Regions from separate parts of the Mus musculus genome. Here region 1 is linked to region 2. A link is a contact called in public HiChIP or PLAC-seq data. All regions are on one chromosome and are shown on one strand. The core of a region is the stretch at or near the end of the contact, and the rest is flanking DNA. Distances in the headings are between cores, read along the strand shown.

What was found. HiChIP or PLAC-seq counts read pairs in DNA pulled down with a chosen protein or histone mark.
Region 1: an HNF4G HiChIP or PLAC-seq map of pancreatic cancer cells shows a contact between it and region 2. The contact joins two enhancer-like sites. A contact is called at or near these places in 2 of 39 promoter capture datasets (the HPC-7 cell line and pre-B cells), 6 of 484 Hi-C or Micro-C datasets (CD4 T cells, the N1E-115 cell line, embryonic stem cells and 3 more), 9 of 115 datasets of contacts at active chromatin or transcription factors (the 230-238 cell line, CD8 T cells, the HPC-7 cell line and 4 more) and 3 of 9 other capture datasets (adipose tissue, liver and pancreatic islet).

Annotation. Positions count from the first base shown.
Region 1 is chr1:74,320,249-74,323,190 of GRCm38.p6, forward strand. The region is part of intron 2 of Pnkd (paroxysmal nonkinesiogenic dyskinesia); the gene reads left to right. Among named protein-coding and RNA genes, the nearest start is that of Tmbim1, 17 kb to the left of the region's middle. Within about 2 kb of position 1,318, at least 7 of the 459 cell types and tissues checked have an H3K27ac peak or open chromatin away from gene starts, as enhancers often do. A contact at or near this core is called in pancreatic cancer cells, where this site is marked.
Region 2 is chr1:74,247,876-74,250,942 of GRCm38.p6, forward strand. Arpc2 (actin related protein 2/3 complex, subunit 2) reads left to right here. Exons shown (of 10, transcript NM_029711.2): 3 at 257-369. Among named protein-coding and RNA genes, the nearest start is that of Arpc2, 13 kb to the left of the region's middle. Within about 2 kb of position 1,641, at least 247 of the 459 cell types and tissues checked have an H3K27ac peak or open chromatin away from gene starts, as enhancers often do. A contact at or near this core is called in pancreatic cancer cells, where this site is marked.

The DNA of each region.
Region 1 (2,942 bases), core at 68-2,567, 72 kb after region 2:
GGAAAGAAAAACACTATTTTAGTTGCCAGCAGAGTAGGCACCAAGTGAGAAGTAGAGTGAAGAGGGGATGCAGCCTAGCACCCCCTTCCCCATAAGGAACTCCAGGTGTCCCCCACAACCTGCTGAGGACATGACAGAGAAGTGCATGTAGCTAGGGGACATCACCTAGACCAGAGTCAGGGTAGAGGAGGCCTCTTCTAGGAACTAGCCTGTTAGTCCACAGAGAATAAGTGCCCTGCAGCATCTTCCAGAGGAGATGGGCACATTTAGATTCATGGGTTAGGAAGATCTGGAGCTAGAGAGAGCCTCCTATGGGGGAGGGGAGGCTGTGGCGAGGGTCCCAATGAAAGAAGGTAAATCTATAAAAACAAAGCCAAAAGCAATGAGTGGGGAACAGGAGAGCAATTCAGTCACTAGGAAGACTACAAGATCCCCAGGAAAAGAAAACTAGGCAGGCGTGGTGGCGCACGCCTTTAATCCCAGCACTCGGGAGGCAGAGGCAGGTGGATTTCTGAGTTCGAGGCCAGCCTGGTCTACAAAGTGAGTTGCAGGACAGCCAGGGCTACACAGAGAGACCCTGTCTCGAAAAACCAAAAACCAAAAAAAAAAAAAAAAAGAAAAAAAAAAGAAAACTAGCCCAGCATGGGGACACCAAGGTTTCAGGTCTCCTTCCCTTCCCTTCCCTTCCCTTCCCTTCCCTTCCCTTCCCTTCCCTTCCCTTCCCTTCCCTTCCCTTCCCTTCCCTTCCCTTCCCTTCCCTTCCCTCCCCTCCCCTCCCCTCCCCTCCCCTCCCCTCCCCTCCCCTCCCCTCCCCTCCCCTCCCCTCCCCTCCCCTTGGACTTGGAGCCAAGACTCTAAAATGTATGGCCTTATAAATCCCACTCATGGGACAAACAGGAGGATGCTTGTGGTGGTTTGAATGAGAGCAAGGCCCCATAGGCTCATATATCTGAATGTTTGGTTACCATTGATAGAAGTGTTTGGGAAGGATTAGGAGGTGTGGCCTTGTTGGAGGAGGTGTGTAGGGGCAGGTTTTGAGATTTCAAAAGCCCAGTCCTTTCCAGACTTTTCTTTGCCTCCTATTTGCTGACAAGAATGTAAACTCTCAGCCACTGCCTCAGCACCGTACCTGCCTGCCTGCTGCCATGCTCCCCATCTGACGGTCACAGACTGAGCTCCTGCATGGCCATTCTCTCTAACCACTCCCTAGTTTTCCTCCTTAATTTCTATTTTGCCCATTCTTCTTTCAACAGCTCAGCCTTTAGCTCCTCTCCAGCCCTAGTGGGTGGGTCTTGGTTAGACCCAGGAATTCGATGCAGTTCCTGCCATGAGATAATAATAGCAAATATTTATATAGCACACATGTGCCAGGCACTGTTCTCAGTCCTTTAAATAGAAGAACCCTTGACTCTCACACCACCCCATACCGAGAGATCAATTCAGTGGCTGCAGGTCACATATCTGGTAAGAAGACAGGAGAGAGAGACTGGGACTTTCTTGAAAAGTTTCCATTGTCCTTAAAAAGGACCTAGTGCATCTGCAGTGTTCATCATGAAGCAGTTTAAAAGAATATTCCAGGGTGGCCAAGGTGGCTCAACTGCTAACAGCACTTGCAGGGCCAGCCTGACAATCTAAATCCAATCGCAGGATCCCATGGAGAAGAACTGACTCCCACAAGTTGTCCTCTGACCTACACATGCATATTCGGATTCACACTTATTTACACCACCACCGCTGCCACCACCACCACCAATAATGGGATGTTTCAGAACACTGGGGATGGCAGAGCAGAAATGAAGACAACCTGCATCTCTGAAGACCTCATGGGAGAGGGGGCATGGTGGCTCTGCCCGCTGTCTTAGCATTTGGGAAGGTGAGACAGAAGTGGACCCTGATTTATAGTCCAGCCTGGGCTACACAGACTGTCAGTCACAACCAACCAACCTAGCCTTGAAGTAACTATCCAAGTTTTCCCCTCTGTCTTTTGGCGTGTGCGTGTGTGTGTGTGTGTGTGTGTGTGTGTGTGTGTGTGTGTGTGTGTGCGTAGGTCTGAGCGTAATCCTCAGGATCACTTCCTACTTCCTTTGAGACAGGGTCACCAAGATTAATTCCTGCCTTGACTTCCCCAGGACAACAGACTATAACCTGCAAACCTGTAACCTGAGCCAAAGCGAACGGAACCCTTCCTCCCCTAGGTTGCTTTTTGTCAGGGTATTTATCAGAGCTATAGGAAAGTCAAGACAGAAACTTGGTTCATAGGTCACTGGGTGTCACTTACTTTGTTTCTTATACCTTTTAAGTCTCCTGTGACCTTCCACAGTATGACGTATCATAATTACTTTATGAAGACAGAAGTCTTTCCATTCATTCTCAGTTCCTCATCTGGGCATGCTCTATCCTCTCCATCCCAGCAGGCTGTGTCCCTTGAAGGTCAAGCCCACTTGTCCCTGCTCAGTCCTTGTCCCCGAACCCCAAGGCAAGAACTGTGACAGGAGAGCATGCCACTGTTCCCTTCTTGTAACACCCTGTCAGTCTGCTGAGGCTCTCCTCTCATGCGTCTGGCCAAGTGCCTCTGCCTCCCAAGTTTGGGATGGGAGTAGAGGTGTAAGCTGCCATGCCTGGCTGACCTATGTCTGTCTAGTCCTTGTGTCTCCAGATTTCAGGTGCTGTCTGTATGTTCACTGCTCCAAAGAGATGTGTCTATAAGATCCCTCATGAGTGGCCAGTCTCAGTGCCCACCCTCTTGCTGGTCACCTCCAAGAAGCTGCTCCGGGGACTTTCCCACATTATGTGTCCAAAGCTGACCTCACCAGTCTCACATCTCACTCTCACTGCATTTGCTTCTTTGCTGCCCTTGTGATGCTTGATTTCAACTTATTGGCTTTCAACTTAACAGGATCTAAAATTAATTAGGAGATGAAGCTCTGGGCAGGTTTGTGAGG
Region 2 (3,067 bases), core at 391-2,890:
AGGGTTTTGTTTTTTAACGTTACTTTAGTATAAACTATGGTTACACAAAAAAATAGCTTTGTAATTTTAAAAGAGACCAAAGAGGGGGCCATGGAGCAATTCCATAGCAGATTTTTGGTTGGCTTCCCATGAACTAAAAATAAACATTGTTTTACTTGAATCTCTCTTATTGGAGCTCTCCTCCTGGCCAGCCCTGTGGTAGATAGTAGATTACTCCTGTTTCTAGAGTGAGCAATCTTACTTGCTTTTTTCACAGATTTTGATGGCGTCCTTTATCATATTTCAAATCCTAATGGAGACAAAACAAAAGTGATGGTCAGTATTTCTTTGAAATTCTACAAGGAACTTCAGGCACATGGAGCTGATGAGGTAAGGTCCACATTGGTTTCCTTGGGACTCTTGTTTTTGCTTTACCTTTGGTTGGCCCCTTGCCCTTCAGTGAGGGCCACATCCCCCTTACAAACAGAGGCTTCTTTATACAGCTAACAGGGGCTTCCAACTCCATTCCCCATAAAAATGTTTTTCAGAGATATTGCCTCTTGGCTTGCTTGGTTTTATCTTGGAGCAATAATGATATTTCCTAAGCGAAGTTTAGAAGTTTTTTAAAAAGGGTCTCACATAGCTCAGGCTGGATGGAAAGCCTCCAATTCCTGATTGCCTTCATCTTCCAAGTACTAGGATTATAGGCATGTACCACCATACCCAACTCGGGAATCTTATCTTTTCAAATTATTCAGGCTAGACAGATTGTGCAAAATAGTGAAAACGAAACAGTCCTCCAGAAATAACAGAGAATATTTCTTAACAAAAATAGTTACAGTAACAATAAGACAGGTTCTGGTCCATATTTAGAATCTTATCAAGGCAGCTTGGAATTTATGTGTATTAAACGTCATAATCTTGGTTTCCATTCCAAAAGGGAAGCATAAGTAACTGTCTTGTAAGTTTTTTAAAGTTAATATTCTTTAGAGCTGACCTTTCCACCTGTCCTTCCTTATAACTACCATAGGGAAGTGCACAGGGCTGTCCAGGCCTTGTGCCCTGGCTTTGGTAGCTAGAGTAGAAGGCTTGGTTCCTGTTGAACTGCAGTTGCTCTGGGGCAAGCCATTTATGGAAGAGAGAAAATGCTGTTACACCAGTGCCTGCCTGCACATTGTGGTTGGGTCTCAAAGCAGGAAGTATGACTCAGTTCCTGAATCCATTTTAACAAACTAGACTCTCCTTAATCTGCTACGTGAAGATGCAGCCATTTCTCATTCTGAAAGTGGTAGCTTTTGAACAGCTTCAGATTTCTGAAAGGCTGTGTATTGAGGAATGTGATGTAGAACTTTGTAAAGTTTGCTCTAAAATCAAGAGTTCTAAGATCTTCAGGGAGCTGAGCCCTTTTTTGTTCAGGTGCTTTTGATTTGCTGAAGGAAGGGGAGTAACCAGAGGGAATTTAAGGGAATTTTTTCAGAAGACAAGAAGCTGGTCTGCTGCAGCTTGCGACCCAGCATGGCTTGGATTTATTAAGACTCATTTTATCCTGTGTTTGGCCTGCTAGTGCAACTCTGGAACACATTGCTGTTTTCCTAGCTCACACATAGACCAAAGAGCCCAAGTGGGTGGAGGAAATAACATTCCCAGTGTGGGAGTGGAGTAAGCAGTAATTGACTCCCTAGGTTGGTTAAACAGTGACCAGCCTGTGATAACCACAGGAAGCTCGTTACTGTTTCATAGTCCCTTTTTAAAAGCAGAATGCTCTGCTGCTCAGTAGGCAGGTTTAAAAGTTATAAGTAGGTAGATCACCTTCCTCTTCTCCCGACTGCTAAAAAGAGGCACAGATGTAAAGGTGAATCAAGATAGGAAGTGTGAGTGACAGTGTGCTACAGTTGTACACAGCTGTGAGCCCAGCAGTGGGAGGCGGGGGCAGGGGGATCATGAGCTCGAGGCCAGTGTGGGTTACATAGTGAGGTTGGTCTTGGCAAAGTAGCAGGGAATGTTCAAGGGATATGCAGGAACAGAGAAGGCCTTCAGTGGCTCAGTGGGTGAAAGCTCTTGACTTGCAAACCTGATGACCTTAGTTTAGTCCCTGGAATCATGGTGGGAGGAGAAAACTTGACTTCTAGAAGTTGTCTTCTGACTTCTACACTTGGCGCCAGCAGCCACACACGTGATAATAGTAAGTTTTTAAAAAATAGCTTTTTTAAAGAAGAAAGAACAAAGGAATTAAAAGTGGTATAAACGTGCCTCTAAATACTTTATAGATTTCAGAATATCGACTTGGTGAACCTGGGGGCCTTTGGTTTCCCCGTGTGTGATACTCCCTTCCTTCAAGTATCAGTGGTGTAGGATTGTAGCTCAGAGGGAGCTTGCCAATGTTCCTTTACACCCCAGGGTTTTAGGAGAAGTGGTATCTGCAACACCTGCAGGTCAGAACTTGACCTGCCACCAACAGAGTCTGTGACCTTGGTCCCTTTGCAGAAGTTCCTCTTCTGTAAAAGCTCGCTACCACTTAGTTATTACACTGGGCAGTGCCTGCTTTTCTCTGTAAACAAGTGTGGTCAAGAATTCACATTTTGGGATTCACACTGTTACCAGATTCTGTAGGTGAGGATTAAGTCTAGAAATATTAGGAAGTTATTCACTGAACTATTTTGAGGCCTTTACTTGAGATAATTCTAAAGACTATTTAAGAGTGGCAAAACTATTTAAGAGTGGCTTCTCTGGGAGGGCACAGCTCCATGGGGAAGAGTTTATTGAGCTTCTGCAAGGCTCTGGGTTTGGCCTCTGGCAGCACCAAGAAAAGGAATGGGTTGGGCGTGAAGGGCCTTATTAACCTGTAATGGATTTTGAGGGTTTTTAGATGGAACGTAAAACACAGTTTTGTTTATTTTAACACTGTCTAGAGAGTTCATTGAATATGAGAACATTCATACACCTTTAGACAGCTGTTGAATGCAATGAGGGTTTTGTGTGTGCTCTCCTTCCAAAAGCTGGAACGTAGTTAGCAGAGGAAATGTTTGGTTGGGGAGATTCAAGGTAGGTAGAGACTGTTGTGTAGAATACTGGTATTGCTAGCTCGCTG